5 separate regions of the Mus musculus genome follow, and all the other regions are linked to region 1. Evidence: chromatin contacts called from public Hi-C, HiChIP or PLAC-seq, capture Hi-C and promoter capture Hi-C data. All regions are on one chromosome and are shown on one strand. Each heading gives the region's core, a stretch centred on a gene start, on an enhancer-like site or on the middle of the called end of the contact. The rest is flanking DNA. Distances are from core to core; before and after follow the strand shown. Region 1 holds the start of Orm1 (orosomucoid 1). Region 2 holds the start of Whrn (whirlin). Region 3 holds the start of Ambp (alpha 1 microglobulin/bikunin precursor). Region 4 holds the start of Col27a1 (collagen, type XXVII, alpha 1). Region 5 holds the start of Tmem268 (transmembrane protein 268).

The links. Hi-C and Micro-C count contacts between places; a contact is called where the count stands out from the background. HiChIP or PLAC-seq counts read pairs in DNA pulled down with a chosen protein or histone mark. Capture Hi-C pulls out chosen DNA fragments and counts their contacts.
Region 2: a promoter capture Hi-C map of adipose tissue shows a contact between it and region 1. The contact joins the promoter of Whrn here to the promoter of Orm1 in region 1. A contact is called at or near these places in 2 of 39 promoter capture datasets (hematopoietic stem and progenitor cells and hippocampal neurons), 1 of 484 Hi-C or Micro-C datasets (hematopoietic stem cells) and 2 of 9 other capture datasets (adipose tissue and liver).
Region 3: an H3K27ac HiChIP or PLAC-seq map of extraembryonic endoderm stem cells shows a contact between it and region 1. The contact joins the promoter of Ambp here to the promoter of Orm1 in region 1. A contact is called at or near these places in 12 of 39 promoter capture datasets (the C10 cell line, cranial neural crest, embryonic stem cells and 8 more), 1 of 15 datasets of contacts at CTCF or cohesin (pro-B cells), 3 of 484 Hi-C or Micro-C datasets (bone marrow-derived macrophages, embryonic fibroblasts and liver), 2 of 115 datasets of contacts at active chromatin or transcription factors (extraembryonic endoderm stem cells and hepatocytes) and 5 of 9 other capture datasets (adipose tissue, embryonic stem cells, liver and 2 more).
Region 4: a capture Hi-C map of macrophages shows a contact between it and region 1, with 5 times the contacts expected there. The contact joins the promoter of Col27a1 here to the promoter of Orm1 in region 1. A contact is called at or near these places in 9 of 39 promoter capture datasets (the 3T3-L1 cell line, the C10 cell line, cranial neural crest and 6 more), 1 of 484 Hi-C or Micro-C datasets (liver), 10 of 115 datasets of contacts at active chromatin or transcription factors (the NIH/3T3 cell line, bone marrow-derived macrophages, embryonic forebrain and 6 more) and 4 of 9 other capture datasets (adipose tissue, liver, macrophages and 1 more).
Region 5: a contact with region 1 is called in a Hi-C map of liver, with 2.6 times the contacts expected there. The contact joins the promoter of Tmem268 here to the promoter of Orm1 in region 1. A contact is called at or near these places in 2 of 39 promoter capture datasets (the C10 cell line and neural stem cells), 3 of 484 Hi-C or Micro-C datasets (liver and nephron progenitors), 3 of 115 datasets of contacts at active chromatin or transcription factors (bone marrow-derived macrophages, embryonic limb bud and regulatory T cells) and 2 of 9 other capture datasets (adipose tissue and liver).

Annotation. Positions count from the first base shown.
Region 1 is chr4:63,341,720-63,346,207 of GRCm38.p6, reverse strand. Orm1 (orosomucoid 1) reads right to left here and starts at 1,652. Exons shown (of 6, transcript NM_008768.2): 1 at 1,494-1,652; 2 at 997-1,139; 3 at 717-787; 4 at 61-168. The coding sequence starts at 1,610. It overlaps Gm52743 (a long non-coding RNA gene), which reads left to right and starts at 1,601. Exons shown (of 3, transcript XR_003955430.1): 1 at 1,601-1,864.
Region 2 is chr4:63,494,462-63,499,085 of GRCm38.p6, reverse strand. Whrn (whirlin) reads left to right here and starts at 3,095. Exons shown (of 12, transcript NM_028640.2): 1 at 3,095-4,473. The coding sequence starts at 3,853.
Region 3 is chr4:63,152,160-63,157,132 of GRCm38.p6, reverse strand. It overlaps Ambp (alpha 1 microglobulin/bikunin precursor), which reads left to right and starts at 2,961. Exons shown (of 10, transcript NM_007443.4): 1 at 2,961-3,191; 2 at 4,407-4,549. The coding sequence starts at 3,078.
Region 4 is chr4:63,213,670-63,218,115 of GRCm38.p6, reverse strand. Col27a1 (collagen, type XXVII, alpha 1) reads right to left here and starts at 2,704. Exons shown (of 61, transcript NM_025685.3): 1 at 2,235-2,704. The coding sequence starts at 2,290.
Region 5 is chr4:63,556,752-63,561,227 of GRCm38.p6, reverse strand. It overlaps Tmem268 (transmembrane protein 268), which reads right to left and starts at 2,465. Exons shown (of 10, transcript NM_001356354.1): 1 at 2,271-2,465; 2 at 233-316.

The sequences.
Region 1 (4,488 bases), core at 403-2,902:
TGGTGGGTGACCAAGAGTAAGGCCCAGTGCAATTGTGGACCTCAGCTCTGAGGTGCTTACCATAGAGGGACAGTCCCCGTTTCTTCTCATCCTTGAGGTCAAAGGCAAGCATGAAGGCCCCATGTTTCCTCAGCACTATAAGGTGGGCAAAGGTTTCTACTCCTCCTTCTGCAGGAGGAAGGTCTTTGTGAGTCACTAGAATGATGCTGTAGTCTTATCCCCAAGGGAAGGAAGCACATAGCTATGGGCAAGTGCCTGGGGCTGCCATGTTTTCAGACTCTGCTGAATGCAAGCCTCACTTCTCATTCTTCGTAGTTATGGGATGGCTGGGGCCTTGGAAAGGGCCCTTGGTGGTGTGGTGGTGGGGCATAGTTTACACTTCCTCTTAAACATTAAAACTTCTGCTCAGGGACAATTAAAACATAAGAGTGTCTGATCTGGCTCACTAGCATTGGATTGCCCTCCTACATGCTGTCGCTGGTGACATGGGTGTGTGGCTGAAGTCACTGGCTTCCCAACCCATGGGTTTCCCCTCTGAGCTCACAAAAGATCATAAGAATGGCCAAAGCAAGTCTGGCCTGGGAGCTGGACTTTGGGTTGAAATCTGCTTCCACTTACAAGCCTCAGAGAGTGACTTCACAGAAAAACTGCCCTGTTCTGCTGCCCCATCAGACCCTGGCAATACCCTCTCAGAAAGCAGTGTTTCACACCCTCACCATACTTGGAGAAGGTCCCATTTTCTCTCTGGAATCCTAGATGGGTGGAGTTATAGACACACTGGTCACCTCTAAAGAGAAAAGAAAGTGGACAACTGAGGAAGAGGTGATCTGACCAGGCCAGGGTAGGGAAGGGGCAAGAGGCAAGTAGACAAGACAGCTGTCCCCATTCCTGAAGGTGGGTGGGGATGCCAGGCAGAGCCAGTTTGTTCAGGTCTCTAGGCATCCAGGAGTGTAGTTAAGGACTGGGGTGGGTGGACTGGCTGTTTCAAGTACTCACATTGTTTGAGACTCCCGAAGCTCTATTGTGTCGTTTATCAAGTTGGTGGTAAGGTAAAAAAATTCACTCTGCATTGTTTGAATTGCCTGCCTGTACTCGAGTTTTCTGAAAGCTGCACCCATGAAAAACCATTTGTCAGAGAGCTGGGGAGAAGCAGGCAAACAGATGAGCAGGGCTTGTAATATGTACCTTGTTAGCAAGTCTTGATTAGTGGCAGGCAAGCAATGACTTCTGAACCATACATGGGTAAACTGAAGCTCCAGACCAGAATCCCATGGGCAACTCAAAAATCAGCCATCCTACTGCTCTGTCCCTTGCTGAGAGACCTCAGAGTGATGCTTCGGAGTTTGGAGGCAGGGAGATGCCACCAGGTCTCCAGGAGAGGCAAGGGCATTACCAGGAGCACAGAGATGAGCACAGACATCAGGGAAGGGAAAGCCCAGAGGAAAGAGTAGCCTCCTACAGTGAACAGGTCCAGGCCCGGGGCAGGCACTTACCCAGCTCAGGGTCTCATTGGTGATAGGTTCGCCTATGGTGAAGTTGGCATGTTCTGGGTTCTGAGCTTCCAACATCGGCAGAAGGCTCAATATGATAAGAACCGTGTGCAGCGCCATGCTGAGGGCACTCAGAGCCACCAGGCCTGGGAAAAGATCATTGGTGTTTGGATGGTGCAGCAACATTTATGACACGATGTGGGGAGGGCATGGGACTGAAGCCAGGGACAGTAGAGCTGTGGCACAATCTCACCAGCACTTGGGAAATGTCTTGCGCAAAATGTTCCCTCAAGCCAGCTTTATGCAGCTCCCTCAACCTACTGGTCCTGACACAGGCTCCTGCCGTACACCAGAGTGGCTGATTCATGGTCAAGGTATGTACATCGCTAGCCTGATGATACTTAGGTCCCAGACAGTGGTCCCACCCCTCTTTTATCCCATGGAGCTGCCTAGCAGGAGTGAAACCTACACATACATCAACCTCCCAAGTGTGCTATGAAGGAGCCCCAAGTCAGGGTTCATAGTGAACTTAGAAGACACTTAGGGGCTCAAGTTCAGGGCCAAGAACACAGATGGATTAGTTTCCAAAGGAGTGTGATGTTCCTGGGGACTTCTTCCCAGCCCTGAAGGCAGCCAAGTGCCCAGCAAAGGGGTGAATCTGAGATAAACATCTAGTTCAGCAAAGCTCCCAGTATCTACAGCAGGAAAGGATCTGCCTAGGACAGTGTGTGCCCAATCCAGGGTCTGTGCCCATCATCCAGAAAATATCTGGTTCTCATTCCTGCCTGATCTTTGTCTACATAATGAACACTCTCGAAAAGTATTGCAGGGACAGGCCTGGTGACTCCTGCTGAGGCACAGAGACGAGCTTGAGATTACAGTGAGCTGCTTCAAAACATCAATACAGCAAACATGTTAGAACACGCTCACAGTTTCATGATCTATTTCCTGTGTCCTCCACAAGTTCTCATGTTTCAGTGTAGTCAGGGTTATGTTTTAATGATACATAACTTGTCATTCACTTACTGTGTTCTAATTTCATTACAACCCCTCTTTAACCTGTGGCATTTCTATTGTGTGTTTCCTTTTCTGATATGTGTCAGAGCAACATATTGCCTTTAAAAATTAGTCTACCAACAGAAAGGAAAACAAAACAACACATGAGTCACCTCCAGTATCATGTGTGTAAATGTTTCTAATGGCATTATTCAAAGTAGCCACAAACTCCAAGCTCTTAAGTGCCTATTACCAGAAAAATGAGAAATGGGTTGTGACATTTCATGCAAAGATGGTGTTGCTTAGCAACAGAGAGAAATGAACAACTGATAGATTTGACCATACAAATGCAGCTCGACAACATTATTGCCAGCAGATCGCCCAGAGGTGGGGTTGTATGAGCCTGTTTACTGGGCGTTCTAGAGGCTCCAGACTAATTGTAATGATATTAATCAAGTCATTGACAGTGATCACCTAGGGCAAAAGGAAGGGGCCACAGATGGTCCTGAGAGCCCCCTGCCGTGGAGTGGGCTGTACAGGGCCTAGGAGAACTTGCTGAGCTGGAGACCCAAAACATATGTGTTTTGTTGTATCTATACAGTCTTAAGAAAGTTTAATCTCTTCTCAGAGCAGAAAAAGCATAACCATGAGGAGTCCAAAAGCACCAATGATATGTTCTGTCCCAAGTTAGCAGTGCGCCAGATATCATAATCTCTCTGTTTGTGCCTCTCTCTGTCTCTGTTCTCTCTCTTATACACACACACACACACACACACACACACACACACACACACACACACACACCTGTACTGGTACACACTGGCAGCTTTGTTAGACAACATTTACGTTCGTTCATCTATGGAAGGCTGGTTCTGATAGCAAAGTGTGTAGTCTAATCTCTCAGTACTGCCACAGGGGAGTGATTTGCCTGTGGTCAACATGTGACTTCCAAAGTGGCTTCAGGGCGTGAAGGAGGTTTGAGAGAGCCTAGAGGTAAGACAGGGCAAGTGGATTAGACTCTGATTCCTCCTGCTTTGCATAAACACAATGGACTGTTTCAGGAAGGGCTCTTGCTTCAGGTAATGACAAAAGTCCATGTTCTTACAAAGTAGGCTGTGGAAATTTTCCAGAGTTGAGACCAGGAATTTATGCAACATGCTGAGAACCGGCTTGACTGTGGCTGTCACACTCTCAGGCTGAGGACACACAAAGTAGATTCCTGACACTGACAACCGAAACCTGAGCACTAGCCTTGGAAATAGTTTCTAGTTGTACAAAACTTAAGGACAAGATATGATGCATGATATTAACACTCCAAATGCATACTTTAATTTTTTGTTTGTTTTCATTCATTCATTCATTCATTCACCTTACATCCTGACCCTGTGGATCATCTTCTCCCTCCTCTCCTCCCAACCCCCTTGCTTTCTCTTCAGAAAGAGGAGACCTCTGACAGATACCAACCTGGCCTGGCATATCCAATTGCAGTGGGAGTAGGTCATGTTCTTTTATTGAGGTTAGACTAGGCAGCCCAGTTGAGGGAAAGGGATCCAAAGGCAGGCAAGAGAGTCAGAATCAGCCCCTGCTCCTAGTGCTAGAGGCCCTGAATGGTCAGCTCCTGTAACCAGTCAAGATTCCCAATGGAGGGATGGGGACACCAACTCAACCATAAAACCTTCCACCCATGATTTTTTTTCTGCCTACAAAATGTCTGTGGATAAAGAGGGAGCCAAAATTAGGGGAATGGCCAACGGATGACTGGCCCAACTTGAGACCCATGCCAGGAGAGAAAGCCCACCCTGGCACTGTTAAGGATATTCACCTATACTTGCAGACAGGTATAGCATGTAGTTTTTAGCTACCCCACATATGATCCTGGGAAGGCTGCACTATCAGCCATCTGCTCAGGGTCTCTTTGGATCCTTGGATGAAAGACACACAGGAATTAGCTTGTCTTTAACATGCTTTACTGGCTCAGTGGCTGGGCACTTCTAAGCCTCCC
Region 2 (4,624 bases), core at 1,846-4,345, 150 kb before region 1:
TGATCACAGTAATGCAGAAGTCACTAAGAGTCAAACAACAAACAAAAGTCCAGCTCAGCAACGAGCATATCTCAGCACTTGTAAGTTGTGCTAAGCACAAAAGGCAACACCATTCATTCTTTCTCCTGCTCTGTCTTTCCGGTTGCTCAAGTCCAGATTTCCAGAAACATCTGGACTAGAAGGGTTGGCTCAAGTTGGTTATCAACAGTGAACAATTAAAAGTGGCCTTGGTGCTGGATGTGGTGTTGCTTTGAAGGTTGAAGCGGGTGGATCATGAGTTCAAGGTTAGCCTGAGCTACATATCAAGTTCCAGGAGAGTCTGAGCTGCACAGTGAGATCTTGTCTTGGAGAACCCTGGCTTAGGGTATTGATCAGTTGTCTGAGGTCTTATTTAGCCTGTGTACCTAGTGGGGTCAGTTTCCAGCACTGGGGTGAAAGTTAGCTTTAGAAAAGGGGAGGGGTGGGGGGATGTCTGCGATTGCAGGAAAATACTATTTTAGCTCTGAAGAGGGCAGTATGCAGCCAAGGCCAAACAGGAACTCTTGATTCCTATTTCATTCAAGGGCCTGAAGGCAGTACAGCCCCCAGGAGTCCAGGCAGCTTGAATTTCTGAGAGCTTATTTCTTGACAGACAAACACATCTTCACTCATGAAATAGGATTCTTGAGGTTTGAGCACAGTTACACGTTGCCTCTCTGAGGGACACACTGCAAACTGATACGAAGGTGGTTATGCAAGATGGATGGGAAAGTTCCCATTTGTCCTTCCCTCGGTTCTCGCTCTGCTCTCTCAGATCAACCTCTATGAAGCTAAACAATAGCACAGCCTTCCCAGATGGTGCCCGATGTTTGCAGAAGAAAGTGTTTCCTTTTTCCCTAAGGCTGTTAGCACAGAGGCTTCTGCTGCCCGAAGCAAAATATTCTCGAAAACATCCTTTGCACAGAAAGGAAATATTGGGAGTGGGGAATCTTAGCTCCTGGGCTGCATTTATCAAACCAATCACAGCAATTATAATTAGAACACAAACTAACTGAACACTAAGCATGAAATACATTTGCAGAAAACCCGAACTGCATGCAATTAAGTCCCGTGTGGTGGCATTTCGAGGTATGTCATTAATACATGAGGGGAGGGGTTGGAACAGATTCTCTCCTTAAATAACTTGTTCTGGTTGCATTAAAGACTTCAACTAGGGTCGGCAAGAAGAAATAAGGATGCATAGCACGGACTGCTACACGCAGAGCTGTAAGACAGATGTCAAAGGGTCACTCAATTGGCTACTTAAGACATCACTTTGTGACGCCCTGTGAAATATGTTCACTGGGCATCAATTCAACTCAGGTCTGTGTGAAAAGAAGGGGAGAGCTTTGGGGAAAGGAGAACTTTAATTCTTTGCCTCCATTTTGGGACTGCATTAAACTACAGTGTTAGAAATCTCCCTGTGGCTTCCCATTACTCAGAAAGATTCTTCTTTTAAAATATTTTATTTACTTATTCGTTTATTATGTGCTACAGGGTTGCTACACGTGCCACAAGCACCATGAAGATTAGAGGACAGCTTGCAGGAGTTGGTTCTCCCCCTTCCACCGTGCTGGTTCCAGGCATGAAAATCAGGTGGTCAGGCTTGGTGGCAAATATCTTTACCCGCGGAAACATCTCTGCAGCCCAGAAAGTCCATTCCTGTTAGTCTCCTCGCCTCACTGTGGTCTATCTTGACACTCCTAATGCTTATCTTTTTTATGTTTGTTTGTTTTTAACCTTGACCTACACCGTCTTTCCTTTGCCAGACTATGACTCTTTGAGGTCAAAGATTTCAACTCTTTATCCTGGGTCTCCAGCATCAACCATATGCCGCTTGGTCAAGCAGCAGAACGGGTGCTTGGCAAATGTTGAATGAAGAATGACCAAGTGCACAGGTAAATAACTAGCCAGGGAACAAAACACCCTTCTGCAGCCAGCTCAAAGCCACTCCAGATAATCCTTCTCTTTTTCTATTTCTCCCATATCAGAGTCAGCCGTTTCATTCCTGTGACGGCAACCCAGGACAGTCTTAGGGGAAAAAAAACCAGCTTTTCACAGAACACCTCTGGAGAGGCAATTCAGGTTTAAAGAGATCCACATGGCATGTAGTGGTGACTAGGTCAAGCACTATAGATCTTCTTAGAACACTTCTTTGACTAGAAGCCGAGTTTTTCCTGTGATAGTGTTTAGGAGAGTGGGTATCAGATGACAGACTTTAGACTGTGTATTCTGACATCTTTCCATATAAAATATGTTTTTTTTAAAGACTGTATATAGAGTTGTCATGTAACCTTCACCCTGTTCCCTCAGTGTGGAAAAGATCACAAGCGGGACCTAACAGTTGGTACAAGTGACATTCCTACTCCAGACTTAGTTTTAAATGCATGTGTGTGTGTTTGCATACTTTACAGTTCTGATAACAGCTCCTTGCTTTCCCCCACTCCCCCCTCCCCCCCCCCCCCCCACTCCGGAGAGCACCAGAGGAAGGGGCCCAGGCTGATCTATCCCAGCACAGGACTTGGCTCCTGATGGCACCTGTGTGGCTTATATTCTTCTCATGTGCAGAGCAGGTGACCGATTATCGTCCACATACTCACTTAAACTTGCAGTCAGCACGTGTGCAAGCTGCAGGAACAACATTTTAAGGCAGAAAAGCAGAGCATGAAGCATCTATTATTTTAGAGGCCAAAAGTTGGCCATTTTCCCCAATTGTGAATTGGCAAACCGGCTAATTGCTCCAAAGCGACCCTGGAATCGAGCTGTGATCGCCGGAAAGCGCAGCTTTTAGGACCCCATCTTTCACCCCTGGGCTGAGGAAGTGGGAAGACTTCGCAGGGGCCCAGGGCTCCTCCTGCTTTCTTTCACCCCCACTTTCACCCCTTTCTTCCTTGGGGCCGGACTGTTTCACCCCGTCTCCAGGCAACAGCCAGGCGCGCCAGGCGGGACGTCATTTCCTGAAGAGCCCGCGGGGGGACGGGGCGGGGAGGGGGAGGGGCGAGGGGGCGGGGCCAAGTCCCGGCTGGCGACGGCGGCGGCGTCGGAACTCGCTGGAAGACTCAGCCCAGAGCTGCTCAACAGTTCGCAAAGTCCGGGCTCCCGGCCGCGTGGCTCCGTGTGCGCCCGGGCGGCGTTGGGGCGCGGGGGCCCGGGCTGCTGCATGGTGGGCGGCCCGGGACATGCCCCGCACCCCCCGCCGGACGCCCGCGTGGCTCCTCTGGCTGCGACTGCTCCGGACTCTGAGCCTAGATTGACCGGCGCCCTAACTTCTTTCTGACTTTGGGGTCCCCCAGCCCTAGAGGAACGGGCATCTCGGCTGGGGGAGCCCCGGACATGGTGTGACGGGGCGGGCGGCGTGGCTGCGCCCCCCACTGCGGCCACGCACGGTCCCCGCGCCTTCCGGCATGTAGCTGCTGTTCTCGCTCCCCCCGGCCTCCAGCCGCAGTCTCCACGACCTCCGGCCTCCAGGCGCCAACTCTTTGTCCCCCCAGGATCCCGCCGCGGTCCTCAGGATTGCAGCCGCCGTCTCTTCGTCCTCCGAATTCCAGTTTCACCTGCCTTCGCGCCCCTGGGACACCAGCCGCTGTCCCTGCCACCTCCCCAGGATCCAGCCAGCGCTCTAGCTCACCTGCACCTCCCCAACCCACCCTGCAGCCGTCGTCTCCGCTCTCCGGGCCAGTCTAGACTGCAGCCGGTGACTCCGCGTCTACCCCAAACCCAGACTCCAGCCGTGACCTCCGCGCCCCGGGGAATCCAGCTGTCGCGCCTCTGGCCGCAGGTGCAGCTGCCGCCCCGCGCCGCGCGCCCCGAGTGCGGCCGGGCCTCGGCGGGGAGATGAACGCACAGCTGGACGGCCTGTCGGTGAGCTCGTCCTCCACCGGCTCGCTGGGCTCGGCGGCGGCGGCGGCGGGCGGCGGCGGGGGCGCGGGGTTGCGGCTGCTGTCTGCCAACGTGCGCCAGCTGCACCAAGCGCTCACGGCGCTGCTGAGCGAGCCCGAGCGGGAGCAGTTCACTCACTGCCTCAACGCGTACCACGCGCGCCGCAACGTCTTCGACCTGGTGCGCACCCTGCGCGTCCTGCTGGACAGCCCGGTCAAGCGGCGTCTGCTGCCCATGCTGCGTCTGGTCATCCCGCGCTCCGACCAGCTGCTCTTCGACCAGTACACGGCCGAGGGCCTCTACCTGCCAGCCACCACCCCCTACAGGCAGCCCGCCTGGGCCGCTCCCGACGGCGCGGGGCCCGGGGAGGTGCGACTCGTGAGCCTGCGGCGCGCCAAGGCCCACGAGGGCTTGGGCTTCAGCATCCGCGGGGGCTCGGAACACGGCGTGGGCATCTACGTGTCTCTAGTGGAGCCGGGCTCCCTGGCAGAGAAGGAAGGGTTGCGGGTCGGGGACCAGATTCTGCGCGTCAACGATAAATCTCTAGCCCGGGTGACCCACGCGGAGGCTGTCAAGGTAGGGCTGTGGTTTATGGGAGCGTTAGAGGACAGTACAGGCAGTTTAGTGCTCCCTCTTCGGTTGCCTGTGCTGCTATCTTTTATACCAAATCGCCTGACCTTTCTGGTCTTTGTTGTTGGTTTATTTTTGCCTCCCTGACCGGATTTTA
Region 3 (4,973 bases), core at 1,712-4,211, 190 kb after region 1:
CTGCAGCAAGGACAGAGAGCAGCCCTCTTAGTCATTCAGGCTTCCTCTCCCACCCCACCTTAGCCCGTGGGCATGTTGTGCACCCGGTAAATCAGCAATCTGAGCCATCCTCCCAGCTCCTCCTCACCCAAGCATGTTGTCAAATGAGTATATGGGCTTGTCCCCAATAGTCTGAGATCAGAGCTGGGGTCCCCTCAAGTGCCCTAGGCTTTCCAGCCTGCCAGCAAGTTCAGAAAGGTCATTTGGGAGAGGCTAGAGAGATGGCTCAGCAGTAGCACTGGCTGCTCTTCCAGTGACCTCAGGTTCAATTCCCAGCAACCACATGGCAACTCACAATTGTCTGTAACTCCAGTCCCAGGGCTTCTGACCCTCACACAGATGTGCATGCAGGCAAAACACCAATGAACATAAAATATAAAGAAATTATATGTACGTGAGAGGTCATTTTGGTGCAATACATGTAGCCCAGGTAGTGGGACAGACCCTGGAGTGCCCATGGACATTCACAGAATGTTTTCAAGTGTGTCCTCAAGTGATCCAAATGGCAACTGCTCTGTTCTCTAGTTTATAGATTACAGAAGAAAAAGGCTGTTCCCAAGCTCCCACAGAACAGAGTCAATATGCTCAGTTTCTTCTTCTTCTTCTTCTTCTTCTTCTTCTTCTTCTTCTTCTTCTTCTTCTTCTTCTTCTTCTTCTTCTTCTTCTCCTCCTCCTCCTCCTCCTCTCCTCTTCCTCATCCTCTTCCTCCTCCTCCTCCTCCTCCTCCTCCTCCTCCTCCTCTTCTTCTTCTTCTTCTTCTTCTTCTTCTTCTTCTTCTTCTTCTTCTTCTTCTTCTTCTTCTTCTTCTTCTTCTTCTTCTTCTCTTTCTCCTTCTCCTCTTTCTCCTCCTCATCCTCCTCCTTCTTTTTCTCCTCTTCCTCCTCCCCTTTCTCTTCCTCTTCCTCCTCCTCCTTCCTCCTCTCCCCTCCCTCTCTCTCCATCACCTTATGCCTACCATTAGCCAACCATGAAAGGCTGAGAGACTGTACTGCTGAGATGGATCAGTGGGTAAGGTGCTTGCTGCCAGCCCTGTCTGTCTGAGTTCCATCCCTGGAACCCACATGGTGGAAGGAGAGAAGTGACTCCTTCAAGTTGTCCTCTGACCTCCACAAGCACCCCCACTATAGTGCATGTGTTGTGGCACATGTATTCCTGCAGAAACTATTCCCACAAACAAATAAATGTTATTTTTATATATTAAAAAATGTCTGAGAATCAAGAACACAAAAGAAGGCAACTATGCCAGAAAGTTAAGCCAAGACAGTTGCTGTGTTGAAATGTGTATGGAGGTTTTGTGCTTCCTGGCAGCCAGAGCAAAAAAGGAAATTCCATCCGTGGCCAAGCTGTCTGTTATGGTGCATGGGAAACCCTCTCATTTACAGACAGACACACATGTGCTCTGGATACCAGCAAAAGGGAACTGTGTCTGCTGGGTCTCACAGAAGGAGCATGGTACACTGACTGTGGAACAGACCCCCTGTTTCTTCCACGTGCAGGACCCTGGCTCTCTGGTCTCAGCTCTAACAGGGATTGCCTGCTATATGAAGGAGTGTGCCGTGAGGGAATCAGGGAGGAGGAAGGACAATGGCTGGAACCCCTGGAGGAGAGAGAAGAGAGTGGAGAGGGATCATAGCACCATGGACGGGAGGAGCTCTGATGCAAACAGATGTGGGTTTAAAAATCTCCCATTAGAGTATATAAATCTAGAGGCTAGGGATGTTGCTCAATTGGTAGCGCTCTTGTCCAACATGCAGGAAGCCCTAGGTTTAACTCCCCCCACCCCCACCCCCCACCCCCCAGCATAAACCAGGTGTAGCTGTAGTTCATGCCTGTAATTCTAGAACTCATGAGGAGGGTCAGATATTCAAGGCAGAGCTGGCTACAAATCCAGTACAAGGGCAGCCTAGAGCTATATAAGACACTGTCTCAAAAAAAAAAAAATGTTGCAGGTTTTAAATCAAAATGTTACTGTGTTACCTTCTTTAGGCGCTGTTATAAAAAACCCTAAATCATTAGGAATGATACAAAGTGTGTCCTCTCTCCAAACTTCCTTGAACTGGTTTAGTCTAAAAGTATCATCCTGTTGATGGTTCTGGAGCAACTGGAGCGACAGGAACATATATCTTACGGAGGTCACAATGACCCTTCAACTCTTACCACACCCTAAGAACAATGCTGTTGCCTGTTGGCATTCACCCCTTCAACCTTCACCCCAAAGCTAGGATCCAGGTACTTGTGTTAACAGCGTTTATTGGTGAAGAAATGAGCACAGAGGGCTCAGCATTCTTTTCAAGCGCACACAGCAGGAAGACCACAGGAAGCTGCCTGGCTTTGGAGGCTCTGTTCCCTTTCTTACGGTGGAGCCCTAGTGGGTCTTGTCAATCCAGGAGAGTGAAAACTTATATCAGTGAAAGGCATCTGCACATGCTTCTGAGGTGAGCCTGGGGGTTCATCTGGGTACTGATGGTTTCACTGTGGGAAACCAGTGTGGCTCGGTGAAGGGATAGCATCTCTCCCTGTCCTGATTATCTTAATGGCTATGAGAGGTTGGAGACCAGAGGGAGAGTCTTGGGAGGAAGGATGCTTTGCTCTATAGCCAACTTCCCTGGGCCTTAGTTTTGTTATATGAGAAAGAAGCCAGAACCAGGCTACCTGTATCTTCTGAGATCTTGGGGGAAGAACTGGAGGGACAGGCCAGACACTGCCTGACTGCCCCATCCCCTGTTCTCCCTGGGGAAAGTTGACCTTTAATGAAACCTTTCTAGGGTCTGAACTCTATTGTGCTTGGTCAACGTCCCTTCAGAGTCAGTAACCATGGCTTCCTGTCCACAGAGTTGGACCTGGGCTGGGCTGTAGGGATCGATTAGAGCTGGCCCAAGACCCTGATTGGCCTTGGCTGAGCAAAGCAAACACCAAGGTCATCATTTGCCTCCGGATCCTTCCCCAGCCTCAGTTTGTAGCTGCCACTGCCGGGGAAGTAATCCCTGCTCCCACACTGAGCTGTGAGAGAGACATCAAAGACCAAAGACCACAGAGCCATGCAGGGTCTCAGGACCCTGTTCCTGCTGCTGACTGCCTGCCTCGCTTCGAGGGCTGACCCTGCGTCAACACTGCCAGATATCCAGGTTCAGGAGAACTTCAGTGAGTCCCGGGTAAGGCTGGCCTCTCTGGCAGAGGTGATCACAGTGGTGGTATGCCCATGCTCCTGGGCCTTGCCAGCTAAGGCCTGCCTGTCCTGTCTTGGGAGTACTCATCTTTCCTATCTTGTAGATGGCATCTCAATCTCTAGGAGACTTTCCTGGCCAGGCTGTTAGGTTATTCTGAGATTCTCTGAAGATACAGCTCCCTCACCTGCCATTCATTCTTTGGGGCCCCCTGTAAGCCTAGTGCCTTCCAAATCTGCGCTGTCCTCATGGGTCCCCAGAGGAATCCACATATGGCAGGTGGCATAGGGTGGACATGAACCTGTGAGCTTTGTGGACAGGCTTGTGGGATTGTGTGAGGAAGAGAGGTAGGACACTGGTTGATGGGATTGGGGAAATTACGAAGTGTGAGTCTAAGGGCACCTTGGCCTGTGGCAGACATGTCACTATGTGTCTATGCATATGTGTCTATGTGCAAATATTTTTGTTTGCATACACATGCCCTTGCATGTACGTGTGTGTGTGTTGTAGAGTTACATGCTTCCTTCCTTCCTTCCTTCCTTCCTTCCTTTCTTTCTTTCTTTCTTTCTTTCTTTCTTTCTTTCTTTCTTTCTTTCTTTCTTTCTTTCTTTCTTAACAAAGCAACCCCAGCTTTGTCCTGAATCATAAAATTGTCTGTGTAGGGACCCTGTCCACCTCAACGCTGTCTCCATGATCTATCTGAGGGGTTTTCAGAACACTCCCGGTGATTTTCTATACCTTAGGACAAGGAACAGGTGTGCTGGAGGTCCAGGGGCTGGAAGGTCAGCTCTATCTGACTGCTGTCAAGAGGAAGAGGTGGTTGACTGGTCCCAGAAGGTCCCACCAGGTTTGTAGGGTCTCCATGGCACTTCCGCTGGCTGCCTCACAAGGTGGCAGACACTGCCATGAAAGGTGTAAAACCCAAGCTTCATTTTCCAAGGCAGCGATAGCTGGTGACCTCAGAATATGCAACCTGGACTCTACCTACTCACAGGGGCATCTCAGACACTTTACTTCTGTGGAGCAGACCTTGTGTAAGGAAGGGGGACTCTGCACACCTCTGCCCTAAATATGCTGTACCTGGAACTCCACTGTCACCTTGAGACACTGTCCCTTAAAGGGCTGGTCCTTGGAGGAAGGAGGGGAAATGTGGACACATCTCCTCAAGGGCTTGGTTAAATCCAGATTTGTGGCTCTTCCTAGATCTATGGAAAATGGTACAACCTGGCGGTGGGATCCACCTGCCCGTGGCTGAGCCGCATTAAGGACAAGATGAGCGTGAGCACGCTGGTGCTGCAGGAGGGGGCGACAGAAACAGAGATCAGCATGACCAGTACTCGATGGCGGTGAGTGGGGGGCACAGGAATGACCAGGCTCCCTGGTACCCCCATCTTGTCCTGGGACCCTCAGCTAGGACCTTGCTTCTGAGCCTCAGGTTCATGGCTGTCCTCAGCAGATGTCTCATGAGCCTCTCAAGGACTGTGTCTCCAGCACTAGGCTTCCTGTGCAACTTCCCCCATCTTGCGTATTCCTCCCTTGGCTGAGGAAAGGAACAACTACCCCAAGGACCTAGCTGGAGAGCCTCAGGCCAGTGGGTCTAGGGTGAAGTGTAGACTCTGTCCATTCCTCCCTGATGCTGTGCAGTCTATCATGTTCTCCCCCTCTCCCACCTGTCCTCTCTCCACTGCTGCCACTGTGATCCATGCCTCCATCCCTCCATCTGCCCATCCATCCATCCCTTCCTCCCTCCCTCCCTCCCTCCCTCCCTCC
Region 4 (4,446 bases), core at 1,455-3,954, 130 kb after region 1:
AGGACAGCTCCCAGATGTGAGCCACGAAGGACACAACTTCTTCTGACCATGTAACCCTCCAGGGAGTAGCCAGGGTTGTTCCTGTTCAGAGACTCAGCTAGAAGCTGCCTTCTATCTGTGTGGCTTTCCCTTCCTACTGGTTTCCTGGAAACACTGGAGACTCAGAAATCCACCCCAGATTCAGCATTCAGGGAGGCCCAAGGTCCCCCCAAGCCCAGAAGACATAGGAACCTCGGAGGATGGCAGATGTGTGGATGCTGTCCCCAGTTGCTCTACCACAGACTGAGTGATGCCAGGGCTGGCTGGGAAGGGCGTGAGTCTGTCCCCGTCCCACCTGCCTCTGTGGCCTCATCAGACCCTGTGTACCCAAGACAGCCACACCCAGGTCCTTCTCCACACCTTCCACCTCCTCCATGGGAACACACACACACACACACACACACACACACACACATAGGTCATCTGTCTGGACAGGATACGGTCCAGAACTTTCCCATTGACTCACACTCATTCACAAAGCAGCAAGCACTGATACAAATAGCAGCTGTGGTTTACTGAACATTTACTCTACGCTTCCTGGGCACGCTTCTTTAACTTTCACAAATGCTTGCCAGCTGGGAGGGCTGGAGCTCACCTTGGTGATGTAAAAAGGAGAAGCAGAGAGGTGGCAGGCCTGGCCAAGCACACACTCCAGTATAGAGGACTTGAATTCAAGCTGCCTGTTGCTAGGTTCCTATGCTCTGCTCCAAAGTCTGCTTTCCACTGAAGTGAGTGAGCCCAGAACTGGCTCCTCTGCATGTCAGACCAGGCCAGACCATGGAGACATTTAGAAGGTCCCTGGGCACTGAGATCAGAAAAAAGAAACTGCCAACAAGATATCAGGGGAGTATGTTGGGCTACAAGCAGAGACAAGGGAAGGCATGGATTATAGGCTACTTCAACGAAGATCCCAGAGCCCAGTGTTCACCCAAGAGCAACAGGGCATATGGTTGCCCAGGAGGGAGGACTTCTCAATGTAGAAGCAAGGAAGGGCAAGAAGGAGCCAGGGTAGGGCAAAGAAGCCGAGGTGGGTAGATGCTTGAGGATGTACGGCCAGAAGGGCAGGCAGGCTTTGGTACTGCTTGCCTTCCTCAAACTTTGGCCCCGTTGAGGCAGGGGGTGCTCTTTGGCACCACCACACTGCCCAACCGCTGGCATCTGCCCTGGCACAGGGTCTCCCGGAGAAAATGAGTCACCAATGTGCTCACTAGTGCCCTGTGTATACGAATGCGTGTGGTGGGGGGTGTGGGGGAATCTCAAACAGCCAGCTTTTTCCAAGACATGGAAAAGAAGGGGGGCGCCTCATCACCCTGGCTCCAGCTCAAAGGGGCGTTTCTTGAGAGGGTGGGCGGTACTATAACTCTGGCCAACCTCTTCTGGGAGCCCTAGAGTACCAGCAAGATGGAAAGGCAAGCCTTGTGCCTGAGATATAGTCCACAGGGCCCCTCTGGACCGCGTTCTCCCACACACACCCACACATAGTGACTGAATCCCTCACTCTTACAACTTCTGCACAAGCTGGGAATCCCAACTGTGGGGTGCCCCTGTGTGCGGGGGCCCCGCCCTGGAGATTCCCGGCCCCTCTCTGGCCACGGTTCCCTCATCTGTACAAGGAGGTTGGACTTGGTGATCTCCCAGGGCCTTTCCGCTCCCACAAGCTGGCTCTCACCCCTTGCTTACTCAGGAGAGGGACAGGAACTGCAGGCTTCCCGGGAGAAGCTGGGAAGTTTGAGGTACGCAGACCCAAGAAGACACATTCACACAGGCAGAGAGGTTAGGAAATGCAGGAACGTGCAGAACCCGAGGCCGAGCCAGGAACAGACACCCGGACCTGACGACCGACAAACTTGATTCACAGGACAGTGGAACTAAAGCCATGCAAGCCCGCGACCTGCAGACACCGAGACTCCCTCCTCCGGCCCCTGCCCCCTGCCTGCCACTCTGAGCACTGCCACTAGACCCCTCTTGGGATCGCTGGTCTGGCTCTGCGCGGACCCTCCCTTGCTGGTCCTAGTCTCAAAAGAGCTCGGCCTGGGGTGCACAGCCCCTGTTAACCCCTGGCGTCCCGCCTGGCGGGAAGCTACAGGAAGCTGACGTTACTCTGCGAGCGTCTGGTGCGGCAGGGAACCCCAGACTCTTGTGCACATCCGAGGTTCAGGAAGCTGAATCGGGGGCAACCCTGGGATTGTACTCACCCCCCGGGTCCTGACGCCGCTGTGCCTCGGGCCCCCCGCGCGAATCCCGTGCCCATGGCAGGCCCCTACTTCATGCTGCGGAGCCCGGGGGGCAAGTGTGGGCGCGCCCCATGGGGCCGCCAGCCCCCCGCCGCGCCGCGCCAGGCCGGCTCAAAGCGCGCTGCCGGCGCACCCCCAGCCCAGTCCTGCGCCCAGGGGCGCCGGAGCAGACGGACAGCACGGCCCCAGCCCGGCGGTCGCCCGCGCCAGGCCCATGGTCCCAGGACTGCCGGAGCCGCGCTCGCCCCTGCCTCGCTCTTTTTCTGCTTCCACCGAAAAGGAAGAAGCAAGAAAAGGCAGGGAGAGAGAGATGATCAAACTTTTGGAGGCGGGCCGCTAGCGGTCTCTGGAGGCAGAGCAAGGCCGGGAGAGCGCGCGCGGAGGGCGGTGGAAGCTGCCTCCCCGCCGGCCTGGGGGAGGAGAGGAAAAGGAAGGATTTGGGGGAAATGAAGGCGATTTAAAGTCTCGGCCCGCCGCAGCTCTCCACCTTCTTCTCCTCCCCGCGCCGGGCCGCCCTCTGCTGCCAACTGCTGCCCCCTGCCGGACGCAGCAAGGGATGCAGCATCGGTTGCCTCGCGCGACCGTCCACCTATCCATCCTGAGGGGGACATCCCACCCCCAGATCTCAAAACAGACTCATGAAAAAGAACCTCCTCCTGGCTACTCATGGATCTATCACAATTGAGATTAGGAATTTACGATTAATGACACTAAGGATCCTCGATAGCGGGCGGTGGGGGAGGAAGGGGGAAAATTCTACTCCTGAGAGGATCCTAGAGATGCAGAAACACAGTTGGGACCTTGACTTGGCATCTACATTTCCACGACAACCATCTGTCTTAACTCCCAACTCTTAGCAGAAACTCTTGCACCCTAGAGCTCCGTGGAAGACCGCTGTGGGTAAGCGTGCTGAATGTGTTCGGCCTTTCTGCATTTTCTCCGACCAGAGACTCCCCGGAATCCCACGCGGCACCCTCTGACACCCAGGCAGATTCTCAAACTCACGAGCACGGCTCAGCCCTGAGACTAAATCTCTAGCTTCTGGCCTCTACAAGGCGATTCATACCACACTCCCGCACACACACTCCCGCAGGCACACTCCAAACACTCACACTCATTCACACGCAGACACAGCCACGCACTGTACTGAACTTCCGCGAAACACCTTTGGATGTCTGGATTCCTGGCGATCTCAGACGCTACGCTCCCAGAGGCAGCCACCCGAGTGCTCACACCCGCACAAAATGCACATGCACAGCGCACACACTCCCACATGCACAGTCCATGCAGCTCCCCGAGTGCACACTCCCCGCTTGCACACGACCCTCTGCGAATGGCAACCACAGGCGTGCATACAGGACCTGCACCCTCTATTGCACATGCATCCACCTTTGCGCACTCCAAACGCCCAGAGCTCCGTGAGTCCCAGGGCACTTACTGGGTCCCCAAGTGTGACGCTGGCCGGTCGGTTCTTAGGCGGGTGCCTAACGGCATCTGTGGTCATGGGTCCCCGCAGCCCCGGGCGCGGGGGCGGGGGTGCAGTCCCCTTCCCTAAAGGCGCACAGGGCGCGACGGCGCCGGGAGGAGCATGGGAGCGCGGGCCTGCGCCACCGGCCCGGTCCCCCTGCGCTGCAGCCGCGGCCACTCCGCGTGCTCCGGCTCCAGCTCGAGCTCCGGGTGCGGGGGGTGGCTCATAGGTGCTGAGGCCGCGACAGACGCCGGCCCTTTTGAAGTCTCCGCTGGGGGCGGAGAGGGGGGCGCTGAAGGCGGCCTTTTAAATCGAGGCTGCACGCGGGCACCGTCAAGCAAGGTGTCTGGTTTCAGCAAACTTTCGGAAAAGTCCCAAGTCGGAGTGGGGGAGGGCTCCGCCGAGCTGTACGAGGCATCCTGCAGGGGGCAGAGCACCCGGGGCTGCTGGGGCCCCCCGCGCACCCCCCCCCCCCCCGCCTCCAGTCTGAGTGCTTCACCTTCCTTCACAAGAACACCCGATGCTCTGCACTGATTGCCCGTGTCTGTGCCTGAGAAAGGGCCGCGGGTCTTTCTCGAATTTTCCTAAGTTCACAGCTTCGAAGGTAAAGTATTCCCTGCCCAATCACAGCTGCTGTGTGTTTCTGAGCTGCATACTTTGTGCCAGGCACATCCTGTCTTTATTTACATTTTTTTGGTATTTCGT
Region 5 (4,476 bases), core at 1,216-3,715, 210 kb before region 1:
GGGGCTCCTTTGCTGACCTCCTGAGTCACCAATCTGCTACCACCTGTGACACGTGTCCCAAGAAAGATCATGTCCTATTAAATGCCACGAAGAGCACACCAGTCCTGAGAAAAATCCTCTAGATCATTCATGTGCTACCAAGGGAGGTTGACACTGGGGAAGGCAGGAAGCATACAGATGACACACACCTACTTGAATCCAAACTGGCCCCCAAGCCCCACTGCCCGCTGACCTTCAGGGAGGAACTGAACCTTCTGGCTTCTTCACTGTTTCTCTCCAGATTTCAACAGGCACAGCTGCACAAGGCTGGGATGCTCTGCAAAATGAAAATGGGGGGAGGGGACTCCTGTTGAGAACAGAAGGATCTGCGGTCAGGGGGATGGATCCGAGGGTAAAAAGCACTTGCTGCCCAAGCCTGGTTCCCCAAGTTCTACCCCAAGGTGCCCCTATAAAAAGCCAGATGAAGAGGCAGGAGCGTCTACAATGGCAGTGTTCCCCTTACTCTGCCCACAGCCCAGATTCCGTTCTCTCCTCAACATGGGTTTCCTGTTCCGTGGTCAAGACATACTCTCTCCAAAGCTGAGTGGCTATCAGCCAAAGAGTCGGGAGAAGGATTTTAGTGACTCCAGGGTCTCAGCCCTCAGCACCCACGCTTGGGCTGGCTTCCTTTCCAGCTAATTCATGGAATCATCTTCGAGTGGGTCAGAAGAAACCACAATTCCTAGGCAGTGATATAGAAACCAAGTCCAGTCAGCCTGAGTCTCCTTGCGGCTCATGCTCAGTCCAACTCACAACAGCGGTCTCAAACAAAGGAGTACTTACCAGCCTATCTTAGTGCGCCTGCTCTTTCTATAGACCCAAGAGGCACAATGGCCACAAGGTTGCGCCCCTCTGCTGCCTCTGAGCAACTGCTAGGTAGGCCACAAGGCAGACCCAACCCTGACATCTGTACTCCTGGCCGAGGACTCAGGCCCTCTCGGTGAAGCCTCCCAACACTGGAGTGTTGAAAAGGCTGGGAGGAGCTGACACAGACTGGAGTTGCTCAAGCCCGGGGCTGCACAGAAGGATCCACTGGTTGCAAAATGCCACAATGAAGCATTGTGTCGGGGGCAGAAATCACAGCACCCACATCAGCCCCCTCAGCTGCCCACAGAGACCCAATCAGCAGACTCCAGTCACACACCCAAGTTTGTGTGTGTTGGCTAAAAGTAACCTGCCCAGCCCAACCACTTCCCACCTGGGTAGCCTTGAGCAAGGTAACAAGACTTCTCTCTGCCTCCATTTCCTGGAAAGGAGACAAGGACAGACACTTAGGATTGCCCTATGGGTTCCACGTCCATGAGATCCACACTTGGGAAAAGGTTGATTACTGAGAGAAGGTAGCTGTCATCAACCTATGCCACAAACATTCCCTGAGAACCTTCTAGGGCCAGCCCCTGGACTGTAAAACCAGGAGTGGAACATGGAGCGTTTGCTCAGCCCTCCCCTGCAGGGATCACCATCCACTGGGGAAAACACACTCAGAACTGCCAGAGAGATGAGGAGGAGGAAACTAGGCAGCAAAGGTGGAGGACGACAGACTCCCTGGGCTGCCTAAATGGGCTGCTTCGCCAAGGAGGAGACTGAAAGGAGCCACACAGAACTGAATGGACTCGACTCAGAGGTCAGGATGGGTCCAGGGCTCCCCGTGTACATTCTCATCCAAGTACCGAGGCTACAGGGCCATGAGGGGTCAGGCAGGACCCCAATGGCAAATGCTAACCATTTACCACCTCCTCAGCTCTGCTCCAATCTTCAGCACACAAGTAAGGGAGCCCCACACCATGGTAAGCAAAGCACAGAGGGAGCAAGTGACTGCCGACCGAGTTCCTCTGGGAACCCACATTGCAACCAGATTTTCCAGTTGCGGGCTGTGCAGACTCAAGCCCCCAAGAGGTCTCATCTCTGCACAGTGCCTGCCAGCCTCACCAACATCTGAGCGCCTAACATATCCTGAAAGGAAAGAAAGAAAAAAAAAAAATGGATTTCCTTCTTCTAACTCAGCTTCATTAATTACAATGCAAGTCCAACACATCAGAGAAGCAGCAGTCCCCCAAAAGTTTAGGGCAGAAAAACCTGGCTGGACAAGGAGTTCAAACGCCCCATTTCAATGATGAGAACATTAAGCCCCGGAAGAGAAAGCCGACTATCCAAGGTCAGGGAGCAAACCCGGAGGGAGCCAAAACAGAAAGCCGGCTCGGCGCGGCCCGGCCCGGCGTCTCCCACCGTACCTGGCCTCGGGCTTGGGCAGCAGGCTCCCCGATCTCTGCCCTCTGGCCTTGGGGTTCCTTTACCCCAGAAATCACCCGCCCTGCCCTGCAGATCCCACGCCTGACGCGTGGGGCGGGAAGAGGTCACCCGAGCCTGAGCGGAGGGACGCGCACGCAGGCCCCGCGGCCCCAACCCCCGAGCGCGGGAGCGCGGACGCGCGGGCACGCGCACGGCTCGCGCACACTCACCGCCGCGCTGCCGCCCGGGCCGCTCAGGGTCAGAGGTTCCATGCCCCTTGTACGCCGCGGCGTCCCGGCGCCGCCGCCCCCGCCGTCCCCGCGCGCCCTTTTTGGGGCGCGTCGCCCCAGCCGGTCTCCGCCGAGTCGCCCTACGGCAGGAGCGTCTCTCGGGCCGAGCCCGGAGCGTTTCATCAGCCACGCTCCCCCAGGGCGCCGGTAGGGGCCCTGCGCCCGCCACGTGCATGAGATCTGAGCTCGTCCCTGCAGTGAAGGAGCGGGGCGGGGAGGCCTGTCCCGAGTGACAAAGTCATGGGATCCGATGCATGAGGCACACTCGGGACCAGAAGTTTCTTCCAGGCTTGTTTTTAATGAAAAACGGTGTTCAGTATTGAAAGCGTCGGTGTAGTCTCCACTTTGTATCTGCGTTTTCTTTAAAAATCTTTAGTTGAGACAGTGCTGTGAAATTGTGTGAGATCTTTACGAAATAATGTGTGAGGTGTTCAAACACACACTTGCACACCCCGCTCCTTGAGATTTAAAAGGATCTGTGATGGCCTGCTTCTTTTTCCAGGTAAATCACTAGTCTTGGGTTCACCTTGGTGGGTTGTTCTGACAACAGCAGACCTGGCTAACTACATGTACTTTTCTTTGGAGTACGTGTTTATATCCTATTAGCCACCAAACATTGTCTTTCAACAAAGACGGTGGGCACTTGGTTGCTGCACCAACAGCCTGGTTTCTTTTTCAGGGGATCGATGAATGCACAGGTGGTTCCCACCCTTGCTTACAGGAAGGACTAGGGCAGTACATGCCACTGCCCTTGTCTCTACAAGTGGTCTTGTACACACAGAGAGACACAAACACATTTCTTCCTTTTAACAACTCTTGAGGACTTCCAGACCACAGGACTTACATGTGCCTGCAGGATGTTTCCAGGCAGCGAGAATGAATTGAAAACCCAAATTAGCATATCCCATGGAGGTGCCCACGGGGACAAGTGAGGATCAAGGTGGCAGGCTACTGAAAATGAACTTATCTGTGAGCAAATCAGCACTGAGTACCTGCTCTGTGCCAGCCTTGCCCTGGGCAGTAGAAAACAGTTCGTGGGAGCCTCCCATGTAGTTTGATCAACTTGCTAAACAGTAATGTAGAGGCCTGGGAACAAAAGACCCAAGGGTGCTGAGACTTCTAAATGCTGACCCGGCTATTGAAAAGGAAACAGCAACAAGCTGTGGCCTAGCCCCGCCCCACCCCCAACCCTGCCTGTGAAGCAACCCTCCTCAATGTCAGAGATGCCCTACTGCCTTCCCACCAGCCTGTCTTCACTCTCCACGGGCCAGCAGTTTTAGGTCGACACACCAGCCTCCTACAGGTACACAAACGGAACTTGGGAAGCGGCGGACAGAGCTGTACTGGTGCACTATGTAGCTGCCTGTGTGCTTGGACAGCTCTGCCCACTCATTCAGGAAAGTCAGGGACTCCTGCTGATGTGAGAGGCTGCAAGGGCGAAACGTTGAGTACTTAGTGTTCTGACTAGCAAGTGCACCCTTGCAGCAACACAAGTGTTTGCATACCTGAAATCCTGGGATAGGGGCGGGGGTGGGGGCCGGAATTCAAGGACATTACAACCAGGGAAACAGACTGCAGAGCTGACTTTAGTAGTGACTGCTTGATGGGAGTCTCGGGCATTTGTGAGGATTTCGATGTGCACTACCTGCAGCCTACACCGGATGAGTCACTGCCCTCTCTCCAAACCCCAAGCTCCATAAATAGAGCACCTCTCACTTCCTCCTGCCCTCCATTCTTTCACTTCCAGGTCCCAGTGTTTGCCTCAGGTCTTCCCTGTCCATCTGGAAGATCAGTGCCAAACCCATTCTCATCACCTGACCGGCCTATTCTTGGGTCTTGGGTGACAGGGCCCTACTTCTGAGAGCCCTGTCCTGCCCTAGGCCAAGGGCTGTCCTCCTCACTGGTTCCCATTCAACCT